Linked DNA regions of Mus musculus: region 1 is linked to region 2. A link is a contact called in public Hi-C data. All regions are on one chromosome and are shown on one strand. Each heading gives the region's core, a stretch centred on a gene start, on an enhancer-like site or on the middle of the called end of the contact. The rest is flanking DNA. Distances are from core to core; before and after follow the strand shown.

The links. A called contact is a pair of places that touch in the nucleus more often than the background predicts.
Region 1: a Hi-C map of uterus shows a contact between it and region 2. The contact joins two enhancer-like sites. A contact is called at or near these places in 2 of 15 datasets of contacts at CTCF or cohesin (large pre-B cells and pro-B cells), 8 of 484 Hi-C or Micro-C datasets (CD8 T cells, the G1E-ER4 cell line, the N1E-115 cell line and 3 more) and 1 of 115 datasets of contacts at active chromatin or transcription factors (bone marrow-derived macrophages).

Annotation. Positions count from the first base shown.
Region 1 is chr4:95,860,421-95,867,953 of GRCm38.p6, reverse strand. The region is part of intron 14 of Fggy (FGGY carbohydrate kinase domain containing); the gene reads right to left. Among named protein-coding and RNA genes, the nearest start is that of Hook1, 100 kb to the left of the region's middle. Within about 2 kb of position 2,528, at least 13 of the 459 cell types and tissues checked have an H3K27ac peak or open chromatin away from gene starts, as enhancers often do. A contact at or near this core is called in uterus, where this site is marked.
Region 2 is chr4:95,679,558-95,687,072 of GRCm38.p6, reverse strand. All of the region lies in intron 5 of Fggy (FGGY carbohydrate kinase domain containing), which reads right to left. Among named protein-coding and RNA genes, the nearest start is that of Fggy, 130 kb to the right of the region's middle. Within about 2 kb of position 2,137, at least 93 of the 459 cell types and tissues checked have an H3K27ac peak or open chromatin away from gene starts, as enhancers often do. A contact at or near this core is called in uterus, where this site is marked.

The DNA.
Region 1 (7,533 bases), core at 1,279-3,778, 180 kb before region 2:
ATACAACTATTTACATAGTACTCGCCAAATGTTCAAATCTCATGGATAATAAAACTTCACAATGACTTATGCATATACATATATATGTATATATATGCATATATGGCTAAATAAAGACAAATCAGCAAAGCTATACAGGATTATCCATATCAAGCATGACTGTTTAGAATAACCAAGTATTTAAGAAAAAAAAAAAACGAGTTCAAGGAAGAATACCTAAAGTGGTTGTAATGGCAAATGCCTTTAATCCTAGTACCCAGGAGTCAGTGGCCAGCAGAAATCTGTGAATTCAAGATTACCCTGATCTACAGAGTAGGTTCCAGAATAGCCAGGGCTACACATGGAAATCTAGTTTTAAAAAGAAGAGGAGGAAAAGAACGAGAGGAGGAGGAGGTGGAGCAAGAGGAGGAGGAAGAGTAGGAGGAGGAAAAGAAGGAAGAAGGAAGAAGGAGGAGGAAGAGAGGAGGAGGAGGGAGAAGAGGAAGAAGAGGAGGAGGAGGAAGAGGTGGAGGAGGAAGAAGAATTATTTCTAACATCATCTTGCTTTCTACCTTTCTTAGCTTGTTGAAACTGCATGGACCTACCATGTTCCTGGTAGGCCATGGCATGGTCGGAAGCAGCTTTGCAACCTTGCAGATCTGAGTGCAGCCCTGGTTTTGTAATATTTACTGGTGGTAGCTTCTGGAACGGCACTTAACTATTTTAAACCTCAACTTCTCCTTTGTAAACTGAGAGTTCTATTTACTGTTAAAAGAAGATTAAGTGCATTAGACTCATAAAATGCCTTACCCAGTGCCTTCCTGGCCCGAACTGTGGACTCTCAGTGGTCTTCACCACCACACTTTACCACTGCCATTGAATCTGCCTGAGAAGGTTCCAATAAGGCCACAAAAGAGCAAGTGGGTCATAAACTACACACCAAATGGCTGTGACTATCTCTTTGTGTCTCAGTTTAGAACCAGGTGCTTCTGGATTATTCCTCTGGCCCAGTAAATGGAGCAAGAAAGCCCTTTGAATATGGTTCTCCATGCTCTCTTTCTATACTGAATTTACCTTGCAACATCTCTCTCTTTCCAGAATGCTCACAAGAACTCTGAGAGACAGTGATTCTACCAGCCTTACCTGTTACTGTTTCTCTACCATCTAACACATTAGTTACTGCCAAGACAGACTCCTTGTTCTTTTCATTAAATAGACACAGGACTAGTAGAAATCTTCCAGTTCTTTTTATGGTACCTCTTGTCACCTTTGAGGACCTTAACTGCTGGCTTACACAGCATCTACCACTCTTTTGTCCTTAGAAAAGACTAGCAAAATGCCAATTCTTTGGTTAAGTAAAATCGGGCACCATTACATCTGTATGACACCCAATCCAGGAGGTTCAGAAGCGTATTTATATATTAACATCTCGATGGACTTGCACTATGAAGATATTTAGTTAATTTAACTTGAGCATTTTCCATCACATAGTTAATTTGAGTACTGTCCAGGCCAGTGCTTCCCAGTGTTGTCTTTTAACATGTCAGAGCGCAGTGTTTGGGAAATCATCACTTGTAGAGAACTTGTTTCATTAGTAAAGCTTCCTCTTGTTTCTATCAAGCCTTTGGTCCGGTTCTCTCTTCCTACCTAAAACAGCATAGAAAGAAAGGCAGGCCTAAAACTGGGTCTGATACAAAGCCACTGTAGGCAAGACTCCTCTGAAGACAGAAAGGGGCCTGTGACTGATCGGAGCACTCTAAAAGGCACCAGAGCATCTGGTGAGTGTGAGTACTGCCATCAGTGCCCCACGGAGGTGTTGAGCTTGACATACATATGTCATTTCAAATGTTCTTCCTGCTCCTTCCTCTTCTCCTCTGCCATCCCTGCTGTTAACACTTATGGCGGCCTGCCAGGCAGCCAGCCTTTCTGTGCCCTTCCAGGACTCATTTAAGCCTCATCTCCCACCTTACTAAGAGAGCACTGGTGTCATCCCCATTTTCCATGGGGTAAACTGAAGTGCAGGGAGAATGAAGAGAGCCCAGATTGTGTAAATCAGGCAGGGCATGTTGCAGATTTATAATAGGAAATGTTGCTGGGAAGCTGAGGCTCTGAATATCTGAGCCTTGGGCTTTTTACTAAGACAAAGGAGAGAGAGCAGCCCTGTCTACCTCACTCCAGCATGAGTTCTTCCAAACCTGGCTGGAAAATGTTAATCACATTACAGTTTACTAAGCACTTCCATATCCCTCATTATATCAAACCTCCTGACGATGGTTATGAAATATCACTGTTCTATTTTACGGAGGTTTGAACGGACTTCCAGAAAGCTACTATAGTAATACTGACTTAATATGATCGCCTCTCATGTTTGTCAGTAGACTTGCTGAAGTCCACAGGATACAGTTAAGGCTCAGACTTAAATCTTCCAAGGCTGAGCTTAAGTCCCCCCTCGTCCCTCCAGCATGGAGCTCGACACCATGCCTCTAGCACTGTCAGACCAGCTGTAGCAGAGAGCTTACAGCATCAGCTCGGTATGCTGTTGATGTGGCTTTTTAAAATGACTCAACATTCAACATTAATTTTTCTCCCATTGCCATGGTGATGGCTTACTACTGCTGGAAGGTGACCATGAGATGGCCAAGGCAAAATTATTTTCCTTATTTTCCTAATACTCTCCAGCAACTCGTTTTTGTTATGGTTGTTTTCATTTTGCCCTTTAATCTAATGGAATGAGGCTTTTGCCATATAATATGATTTGGGGCTTCTCAAACTGGGATCCAGGTTGAACCTGCAGTGGTCACTTAGGAGTTCAGGAGACATTCCCTTTTCTCAGAACAGAAGACTGTGTGACCAGCTTTGGTTCAAGCACCATCTATGACACTAGCTATCTCATCATATGAAGAATATTTCTGGGTCTTGTCTCATTCATTTGAAATAAGGAGGCCTATTAGGCAAGGTTAGTTCATGAATTTATATAACACTAACATAAAATTTAGAATGCAATGCATACATAAGAAACAGGAGTAGCAGTTGCAACAATGAACATAATAGCGATGATTACTGTTTTCAGAGAACAAATGAGACAGGTTCAGAGTTAGGAGTCAAAGACATTTATTGTCATTCAGCTATCAATCATGCTAATTAGCTCTTCCATCAAACCTGTTCTTTTCCTTTTTAACTCTTGACCCAAGATATAATATGCATTTACATTTATTGTTTCACCATCTTGCCCACTCAATTGTAGATGTGATGAGGATTTTACTTGTCCAAATACCTAGGGCTATTTGCTTAATGAATGAAAAGGATTTGCCAAGCAGCATGTCTGTGTCTGGCTGTGTTAGACACTAGAGATAGGGAAATGAGTTAACCGAAATTCTTATTCTTGGGGCATTTACATAAAGGGTCTTTATCAAGGACAAACATGAAGGGAATGGACATCTACCAGTGACTCTATTAATCTAATGGCATGGGTGGGATTAAACCTTACATGATGTTCCAGCACAGGGTCGGGTCCTGATATCTCAAAGCTTTAAGTGCTGAGAAGGAATTAAGCTGACACTGTTAATTCCAACCTCCGTCCATCAGCAAAGGATGATGGTGAAGGCAGGGAGGACCTGTTCCATGGCTCTTCCCAGATGTCTCCTCTGGTAGTGAAGCCAGAGGTCAGAGTCCCAGATAGAAAGCCAATCTCAAAAAGCATCCTGGGAAGAATTCTACCTGCAAGAGCTGACAGAGAGTCTCTTTGTAACAAGTCACCAGACACTGTCTGATAGACGGAAGCACCTCCCTACTAGAGAGTCAGTTTGACAGCTGTGAAGGTACACAGCCCCATGGTGACAGCTTTCCAGTCTATCTTGCTTAATAGTCAGGCTACTTTGTCATTATTTTATCATGCATCTTTAGGTATCTAAAATTCATTCATTATTTCCTGTTAAACAATGTGGCTCAGCCCTTGTGTTCAGCGGGGACCTTCTAGGGTGGTCTATACTGAGGAAGAATAAAAAGAGTGACGGGGTAAGTGGGAAACACATGGTACATTCTCTTAGATGTTGGCTTTGCTGAGGTTTCATTGCTTAACATGTGTGAAAAACGTGAAGTCTGACCCTTACAGTGTAAAGATGAGGAGACCAAGTCTTGGTCCAGGTCACAACCAGAGTCATTCAGTGACTGGCATACAATATAGATCAGAGTGAGACTCATAAGGAAAGTGGAGAGCTGGTGTTGGTGTGGACTGGAGAACAGGCTGAGTCCATCCACAGTAGCACTGCTCTCTAAGTGGTTGGTGCTCTGTAATAAATGCTTCCCTTCTTAGCCAGATCGAGGCTATGCCTGAGGAGTTTCACCTCCGCTTTGGCTCATTGCATGCTTATCCAGCTCTAAAGACTGGATAGGATTGATTAAAGTTGGAACTTTATTTTGGAAGCTCAGTTTAGCGAGGTCAGCACATGCTCAGTGCTCTCAGAGAAAATTTATAGAAGTGGGTTTCAGCACTTCATGGCGAGCCAAGCCTAGTGCGGGTATTTGCATTCTTATCTGAGCTTCACCTCTTACTGCCTGTGACCCAGAGAAACAACTGTGTTTGCAGGTTACCATTGTTGGCAAAGTGCCAGTGATACCGGGATGGCTCTGGAGATTAAATCAGTCAGTAATCAAGACTACAATTATCAGCTGTATGTTCAGGATGAACCTCTTCTGCTATCAGTTTTAGGATGCCCTGGAAAACAGAGTCCCATCTCCCCATTCTACTACACTGAATCAGAAACAAAGCAGTCTGTTGTTTCCTAGGAGGCGAAGCACATGCTTAAATGTCCAATTCAGGACTGCTTGTAAATTTCTCCTCTAGCATCTGCAGTCATCTCATTGGCTTGTCCAGGTCCCACTCCAGCAGATGGCAGTAGGTGAGACTGGCCTGGCCACAGTGGGAAGAACTGCAACCCCTCAGCTCTGTTCTAAGGACAAGCTCCTCTAGACCAAGGTGCTAGCTGGCCATGAGGAAGGCTCTGTACTGAGCTAAGATAGGCTGTGCACCTCTCCCCTTCATTGGCCTCTCAGAAGGTCCCTTCTCCAGGCTGAAATCTTAGCATGTGCTGTTTTGCAGTACCGTACCTTGTCCACAGATGTGCTCTAGAGAAACAAACTGTTAGCTTAGTGTTCTGGGAGCTTTTAGATAAGGCACCCCCTTCCTACTGCACGGTTTCTCACAAGCTTAAGTGCTTTTGTTTTTCCTTCTATTCACAGGTGGGATTAATTTACACTTCACCTTGTTAATTTGGGGGTGGGGTATAATCAGTTCTAAACTTTTGTTTGCTTTCTTAAACAGGAGGCTGCTCTACCAGCCCCAATGCCAGTGGGCTGTGCTCCTTACAGACCCAGTGTTCTCTCCAGTATTGCGGGCTTGGAATCCTTCCCCAGACTAAACTCGTCTGACATCATTCTGTCACTCTCACTGGCACCTCTACAAATCGTCATACTGCTCTCCCGCCTGGTCTAAAATGAACGTGTTCGTTTACCCTCCAATGCCCACTCACTGTGGAAGCCATGCTTTGAGGTCCTACTTCTGTCCATGACTGGCAGGCCAGCCAATCACGCAATGGTCCACTCTGGTTTCTGGTTATTGCTTTTAAATCTCACTCACTGTCAGATCCTTGATGGTAGGAACCTGGCTGGGATTTCTTTCTTTTTTAAATTTTAACCTAAATTCTACTTGGCATGCTCTCATGCTTGGCTCTCTTCAGGAGAAAGAACATGGAATTAGGGATAGAAACATTCCAACTTGTGTACAAAGTGTGAACTTGATTAAGTAATTTGTTTTCTCCTATCAGCCAGTCCAGGGGCAAAGGAACCGGTGGTATATAATACGGAGCGAGCAGAGCAGTGCTGGGTACGTGCTCTTGAGTGCAAACTGGCCAAGGGCCAGGCTCTAGGAGTAACTTGGTGGCACAGCATTTGCTTGGCACAAGGCTCTAGGTTTGATCCCAAGCATCACCAGCAGAACTTATCATACATGTAGAGAACTAACACTGAACACAGGCAGCTAACAGTTATCATCCACTCTGCATCTATCTGTCCTTTTCATTGAGGGATGACTCACGCCAGTGACTGTGCCAAATATTTTGAACATATCATCACTTAATCTCCTCAACCCCCACATGAGGTGTACACTCCAGAATCTCAGTCTTTGAAGTAAGGAAACAGGTTTGGAAAGGCCAGTGGATTTACCCAATACATAGTTATGAAATCTGAACCTGAGACTTGAGCTTAGTCTTGCATGATATCAGAATCTGTGCTCCTATTTACGGTCCTATTTATTGGGTGAATTATACTGTATAAAGTAAAAACAAAGAGGGGTTACTAGATGAGAAAAATAAAAAATTCCTCACTGGAAAGACACTTGATAAACTGTAATTCCAGGCTGGCAACCACTAATACTCTGAGCACTAAATGTATTCTTTAAAATTACAGATTAAAAACACTTAGAACATATAACATATCATCTCCAAATGAAAGTGGAACAGTAGCAGCTGTCCAGCCAGGGGGGAAAAAACCCACACATATCACTTACTGCAGTTTATAAAAGTTCAGAGCTCTGACATGAAGGCTGTAGTGTGTTTTCGCTTGAAGGATGCCAAGTTCAGGGACCTTCCTGTGGGCTTGTTTACTGACATCTGATACACTTCAGCATCTGCTCCCCTTCTTGATTGATGCGGTGCTTCACGTTAGCACTCCTCTCGTGCCAGACTGGTAAAGAGATTTAGTTCTTAGGCCCTACACTCCCCAGCCAGTAATGTCACTGTGCTAGAAAACTGGCTGAGGAAGCAACCAGCCAAAGTAGCATGCTATTCATCTACCAATCTGTAGGCTCAGTGACACCCCTGGAAACCCCACAAGTTTCTGTTATCATGCTGAGCTTTCAACCTGGTGAGACAAAATAAATTCTGTTTCTATAAAACACCCATGAAGAAACTGATTTCTAAGTTAGTTTGTAAAGAAATGGTAATTTTAAAAATTTGGTCCCAGGAAAAATGCCATCTCCTAAAAGTAGCTTGTGTTCTCAATGCCATGACCAAACACCACATGACCTGAAATGCTTTCCAGATCTGCATTCACGATGTAATGTTCCATCAAACTAATCCCCTTAATCCAGGTCAGAGACAAACTGCCACATCCCAAAGATGTTCCCTGGGGCTCTCACCAGGCCATGGCTGGAGTTTCAGTGTCTGCCAGTAACACTTCTCTAGTAAGTTTCTCTAGCCAGGCTCTCCCCACGTTTACATAGCCTGCTGTGGTACCTGAAGGCTTTGAGTATGAGGATGTAAGTACTTGGCGTGTGATTTTTATTCTAGTAGCATGTTTACTCACTTATTATAATCATCCTTAAGTGTCATACGGATACCAGCGACCTACAAATAAACAACTTGTTTCTTCTCTCTTAGCAAAACCACTAAGATCAGCATAAGTGGCTGCAGTGCTACCGCAGGGGAGGTAGTGACGCAGGATTAGCTCTGCTGCCTGCTCACCTGCCCCACCTGGTAAGAGTTACTGTTACCACAGCTG
Region 2 (7,515 bases), core at 888-3,387:
ATCATGAAAAACTGAAAGATTAGAATGAGGTTGAGAAGAAAACTCAGTGAGTCAATGTGAAAACATGATGAGCAAAAGAGAGGAAGCAGAGATGAAAGCTAAAAGTAACAAATGTCATAGAAGGAAACGGGAGCTATTACCACAGAGAAGGCAAACATTGACAGAAAAAGAAAGCCAAAGGATAACATGAGCAAGACTATGCAGTTGTGGAAACTTAGACGAAAGTACAATTTCACAGAAAAACAAAATTTACCAGAACAACACTAGAAACCTTTAGTGGGGCTATTAGTACTAGAGCAACTGAGTAAATAGTTTAAGCCAACCTTCCAATAATATTTTAGAAGTCCCTGTGGTTGTACCAGAAAGTCTAACATTCACTGAACTGGCCCCTCTGAAGTACTCTGGACTCCAGAATAGCTCCTTACTTTATTGCTAAAGCTAAGATAAGATGTAACAAAATTCAAACAACAGCACTACAGCAAATAGAAAACATAGGCTGTGCTCACAAACGTCGACATGACATGCAATGAATTCAATTTTTTACGTGCAAAAAAATACATATGAGCAACATTCAAGGATGCTTGAGTGACAGAAGACATATGAGTGTGTTACCACATTATTTTATTAAAGGGAAGAAAAATGATCTCTACATATTGCAGACCGTTCAATATTACTTCAAGACAAAAATTCACAAGGAAGTAAGAGAGAACAAGAATGGAAGCACAGAGGCTGAGTTTCACTCCCAGAGGGTCTGAGAGGGACAGGCATCCTTACTGTCTACAGGGAGATATAGCTGGACCACACAGCAGGAAGATGGTTAAGGGTAAAAGCATCCTGAAAGAGAATAAGTAAGGATCTATGGCATTGCAAGTCAGCCCTCGGCTCCTTCTCAACCCAGATCCCAGAGCTCTGGCTGCCAGGGTATAAGGACTGAAGATTAGTTTTGTGGGGATCTCATCAAAGCAAAGCAAACAACAAAACAACATATCCTATGCACATAGACAAATAAACCAAAATAGTAACAACATAAGGTTAATCCAGATTGGAAAGTTCACAGGTTCCAGGGTTGAACTACCACTATCCTTGTATACTATCTACATGGCTATCAAATTTCCCTCTAAATTCATTTCTGTCTATCCATCGATTAGTGCAGCCCTCAGCCCTTACCAGGGAAACTTCTTTGGGCAGTGGATCGTGGTAGATGGTGCAGAAACTCACTTCTGGCCAAAGTATAAAAGAGGAAGTGTCAATGGAGTATCCATCTACAAATGAGACAAGAGAGGGAGGAAGAGAGTGAGGGGAAAGGTAGGGAAGAAAGGGGAGAGAAAAAAGAGGGGGAAGGGAGGGAAAGAGAGACAGTGGGGGTAGCTTGAAGCATGGGAAGACTACATTGAAAAGGGCCTCTGCATATGCAGGGACCACAGTGCTCCTGAGCTCATGCCATGGGTGCTGCCTGCCCAAGATCAAGCCAGTCAATATTCTAGGACAGAGAGTGAAGGGCTTCTAAGCCCAACACCTAAGGATATGGGGGCAACACATTATGAGTTATATTTTCTAAACAAAGTTGGGGTGGATAGGGAGGCAGAAGAAGATCGGAGAGGAGTTAGGGAGAGGGATTGGGGGTGAATAGGATCAATACATTGTATGAAATTCTCAAAGACTTAATAAAAAAATCATATTATTTTAAAGTAAGGCTAATTGAAAGGAGCCTTGTTAGTGCAGTAGGTAGTGCGCCAGTCTCATAGAGGTAAAGATAACTGAGAAAGCAGAAAGGAGAGCCCAGCCAGTTTAGTCTAGTTGGAGGGGTCAAATGAAGGAATCGGAGCAAAGCTTAATAGCGGGCACCTGCTGTGTTTTCCTAGACAGGTAGAGAGTGAGGAAAAAAAAAAAAAGACCAAACACACTTGTAGTTCTTGAAGAACCTGAAGCAGCTTCAGCAAAAAGAAGGGGGCAGGGGGTGCTTCTTGCTCTCCAGATACACTCAGAGCAAAGCAACCTCAGAAGAATAAGCCAGCCCAGTTCCAGGGGCCTGGTCTTTCTCCGGAATTTCTCCAGCAAGACTATGAAAAGAAAGCCAGCCACAGTGCTGCATAATTTATGCACAGTTCACTGCACTGACAGGGCCAGGCCCCACTCTCAAGGGAAACCTTTTGTTCTCTGCTTGGGGAATGTAGAACCTGGAGAGTCTCAATTGAGCAAGCCAGTGAACAACAGAATAATTAGAGGTAAGGATGGGGATAAATTACCAAGATATTCCTGGCTGCAGCCTCTGGTACTTCACAGGCCTGTGATGGGTCTGTGTTGTTCAAGGCATACAAAAGACTGAATTAGCAGCATTGAAGATATTGCTCTAGGGGAGATATAATGACTGGGGCTGGACCACTAATGACATCAGCAAAGAGACAAGAGGGGCTTCTTTGGGAAGAAATAGCACTGCACCGACTGCGGCTGCTTGTGTTAGGGAGCTTTCAGGATGCACGCTTGTTACTACTGGCTCTGCACTTCATCAACACTTGCTGACAGGTTCCTGACAGAGCAAAATAATATAAGCACAGGGCAATATTGAGTTGCCTTTTCAGTTAGACTTGCTGGTAACAGTTCAAATGTGGTCATGACTACATAAAAAAGCTGAGGTAGTTTTCCCATGCTCTCAGAGAAAGACATCTCACTGTCAAAAACAAAAGATCAGAAGTTATTACCGAATAGTCCAAAATCTGGATGAAATCCTCTCAGTTTATGGATTTGGATTTGCCATAAAATAAAACAAAACAAAACAAAAATGATGCTAATGTGGGGTAATATGAAACACAGGGGACAGGCTGAGAAGGGTGGAATCCCTATGCAAGGCACTGTGCAGAGTCTGGTTGTGGAGGCTACTAAACCTCACAAGAACCTTAAGAAGATATTGTACTGTAGCCCCATGTGACAGGAAAGGACACAGAGGCTCAGCAAGGTGGGACAGGTCACTTGAATTAATTAGGAAAGAGTAAGGCAGACCCTGAAACCTTGTTCTAATCAAATAAAGTCTTTTTGAGAACCAGAAAGATGCATCAGTGGGTAAAGGGACTTGCTGCCAAGCCTGACAACCCAAATTCCATTTCTGGAATCCACAAGGTAAAAGAGAGAGCCCATTCTATGGCTTATTCTCTGATCCATATGCATACCATGGCACATATGTGCCTGAACACACACACACACACACACACACACACACACACACACACGACACATATGCTATCAAGTTGACTCTTGTTAATTGGATGTTCACTCAGGATCATCAAGGAAAATTACTTCATAAGACACTACAAAAGCAAAACCTGACATGGAAAAGAGAAGAGTAATTTTGATGTTCTGTTTGTTTTTCCATTGCTTACCTCCTTTGTGTCTTCTTTTGTCTGTATGCATCTGTGCATGTAAAACACATAGTGGGGATTGAGCCCTCCTCCTAGAATGTCCCAATCTACTGCTTTACCCCTTCTATTCTTCTTAACAAAAAGAAAATAAGATGTCTCAGTTCACTGAGACATTTTTTACAGAGAAGCATTCGGGTAAAACTTAAGGTATTCAGGAAGGAGAAACACACTATAGCCATGGATAACAATGAGACGCTCCCTGGAGGGGAAATTGGCTCTCCCACTTTTCAGGATGCCATTACTTTCAGGGACTCTTTGAAAATTCTATACCAGTGCTCTGAAGTGTGGCTTAATGTCTTCTGAGCATTTTTTGTTTCTCTCAACCTTCATGCTTAAGAATACCTAACTGTCTTCCTTAAACCCAACTTTGTTTCAGTTAAATAAAAAAGGAAACGAATATTTATTTTCAGAGTTTAGTTATAAAGGCAATGTATTAAGATTTAAGAATAAACAGTAAAAAGCAACCATGGAAAGGCAAATGGCTTCAAGGACACTCAGAGCAATCTGGCATTAAAAAATGCCGAAAGGTGGCTGGAGAGATGGAATAGCAGTTAACAGCACTCACTGTTCTTCCAGAGGATCCAGGGTTGGTTCCTGGGAGAAGAGGGAGGTGGTGTGGGTTAAGGTGAGGCCGGTGATCCATATGTGCAAAAGTTAGAAGCAAAACAACACAATACATACAACCCACATCTCAAGGTGTAAAACCTCCCTGCTGAGTTCTTCACACGTAGAGAAGATACTGGTTTCCTCCTTCCTCCTCTCTCCCCTGCCTATAATAAATACCTATGCATATCTTTTAAGCACTTTTATACACCAAATAGGTAGATGCCATCATTTGTCTTAATACTTTTTCTGTTGCTATGATAAATTCTTTGACAAAAGTAACTAAAAGATGAAAGGGCTTATTTTGGCTCACAGTTCAAGGAAAAGTTCATCCGCAAGCAGGAACTTGAGGCAGCAGAGAACTCTGAGCTCTGGCATTTAGCTTTGTCCTTTCTATGGAATCTGGGATCAAAGATCAGGATATGGTGCCATACGTTTTTAGGGTGTGCCTTCTCCTATGGAGGAGACTAGTCCAGTCCCACACAGGCACAGGTGAGGCCAACGACTAACCTAATCTAGACAATCCCTCATGGGGTTCCCAGATATCGCCTTAGAGGTAGTCCTAGATCTTGTCAACTTGATCATCAATATTAATACTCGCATGCTTTGTTGATCTCTGAGAGGCCAGCAGAAGAGAGAAATCTGCAAGTGACTCAATCACAGATCTAACAAATACTGCGCTGGGTAAGTACAATGAAAGCAATGTGTAGGCTGTGTGAACATAGCCTCAGAGCGTGTGGAGAGGTAAGAGTCTCTCTCTCTCTCTACCCTAGACCTCTTCAGGAAGGAGCAGACCTACAAGGTCAAGGATTTCCACTGAAGGCTCATGGCTGTGCTCAGTAATGGAAGCCATTCTTGAAACCTCCAGCTGTGCTCCATAGGTTTGCCATGTTTTTAGATCCTCTCCTGCAGGAACTGAAGTTCACAGCTCAGTAACCGAGGCTTGCAATGGCTTCCTGAATCAGAAGCTGCCTGCAGTGACCATCTAGAGATTTATCACTCCAAATCCTTGTCTTCAGGGTCCTATATTCTACTTCTTCTACAGGGTCTGTCCTAGCATGCTGGTTACTGACACTGAGGCAGGTTCACAGACATCACCATGCCCCAGTATGATCCCCAGAAACTGAGAACACACATCACTTTTTAGCCCAAAGAGAATTTACATGCTCCAATGTCAACTCCCTGGCCTATTCTGTTATAGAATAATTTGGTGTATGTCAACAGCAGTGAATGGGTTAATGTGAATAATTTCCATCTCTCATCATCTGTCAGTCCCAATGGTACCCCAAACTTTCTCATTGAGAAATAAAGAACTGAGAAGCTATAAACATATTTAAAGTTTACGTGTCTGTATGAAATGCCTGAAGAAACAGCAAAATTATTCTAAAACAAGTGATTAGGAATACAGGAAAGTAAAAAAAAAAAAAAAAAAAAAAAAAAAAAAAAAAAAAAAAAAGGAAGGCATTAATAAAAGGATGTTATTGTGTGTGGTAAACGATTCCTGGCAGAGGAAAAGAAGGAATAGATTTAAATATGTGTGCTTCCATGTGGCCCAGTGAGTTTAATTCCATAGGCTGTTAGGCTGTTTAATTTCTAAAAAGATGCTCCAATAAACATCGTCTGAGCTAGGAATCCTCATCAATATAAATAATCTCATGAATAGAAAATAAAGAAAAAAGTCCATCTTTTCTCGGAAGCTAGAACTGTGTTCTCAGGAGCACTTGGTGATGAGCGCTCTGTTCTACTCTGCTGTGTACAGAAACTATGACAGAGCTGGAACCGAAAAAAAAATCAGCTTTGCATCCCAGTTGGTGACTCATTTAAAGATTCAGAGCCAGTACAATGCCTTGTCTTTAAGAAATAAAGGAAATGAATTGAATAATTTTTATAAAAAGAAAACAAAATGTAAAGAAAAAGTAAAGACATATAAAAATGTCCTTAAAGCTTAGTTTACTAAGTGCTTTAGATATCAAGGTCCAGACACTGGGGAAAAGTATGTTAGTTATTTAGAAGAAAAGTATAACCAAACTTCTCACTCAAGGCAAAACCACAGCCAATTCTGTGACCAAGCCATTCAACACAGCTGGTATTCCTTCTCTGACCTTGGAACTGAACTGTCAGACATGGTTAAGAACACAGTAATGTCTGACAATGGCATTTGCATTCACTTTGCTTTCAAGTCCAAGTCTGCAACCACTATGCAAATGCCCCTAGAACATACTATCCGCACAACAGGTAAACTGGTAAATGTGGAGAACACAAGGCATCTATGTAGAACTGTAGAAATAGCCAACTCTACCTTACACATACTACGGAATTTTTGCTGAAGTGTCCTAAAAAAGGGAAGGCTGTTTGCCAGGTAACAAAGTTTAGAGGATATGTTTCAAATAGCGCACCCATTTCTTGCTCTAGGCTTTAGATGGGAGACAGAATAACTGGCTCCTGCCATTACAGAAAGGTGTTACACAGTTAGCACAGGGTCTGGGTCAAATGGGGATGCTGTTGTTACCACGGCATCCTCTGCTGCTCATCCTCCCCACTGGTGAAGAGAGCTAACTGTAGCACCTATCTCACAAACATGGTACAAGAGCAGTGTTACGGATCACGTGTCCAACAAAAAGCACTGGTGTTGACAATGTATATCATTCTGAATGGCTCTCTGGAAATCAGTGCCAGCGTGGACCTGGTTATACATACCAGAAACACCTGTGCACTCTTACACACTTGATATACTTCTTTTAAACAATTTTTATAAACCTGATTATTTAAAATAAACCTCACAAATAAACATCACACACCAAAATTCACCAGACACAAAGTCTTAATCTAGATACCCACCGCCATGGCAAGTACTCAAAGTACAAATCTTGGTAGAGCGCCTCACCTTTGGGCACCACTTCCTCTGGAATCTGATCCAGGACTGTTGACGTGTTCTGCTGTGCGCCAGTGCTTCCTGTCACTAGCCTTTACTACTAAATGGCCACTCTGTCTCCTACTCTATACTATACCCCTGAAATGCAGGCAGTGTGTTCAGCATCCTGGGATTTCTCTGAAGGCTGGGAAACACATGCTAAATGCTCATGGAATTTCTAGCTATCCCTGACATCTTCTTTAACTACTGCTGCATATATAAATAGCCACTTCGTTCCTGCATGGCAATCTGTTCTACATGTTGAACCGGGGCTCACAATTGAACTACTATTAATGCATGCTGCCTTCTTCGATGATTCATTTTAAAAACAAACAAAACCACTGACAAAGAAGAATCAGAGTTTCTGCTAACGTGTAAATAAAAAACACTCAGCTGGAGAGAAGGCTGCCTGCTCCATCTTTCCAGTAACCTACAAGAAGGGGCTTGTGGGGCCTCTTATGTGAGAAGCCATATGAAAAGGTAAAAGTGCACTTGCTGTGTGCCACACTCCTCTCACAATTTCCCCTAGGATCACCATGTGGTTTTGTAATTGAGACTACTCTTAGGGCTTATTTATAAACCAGATCT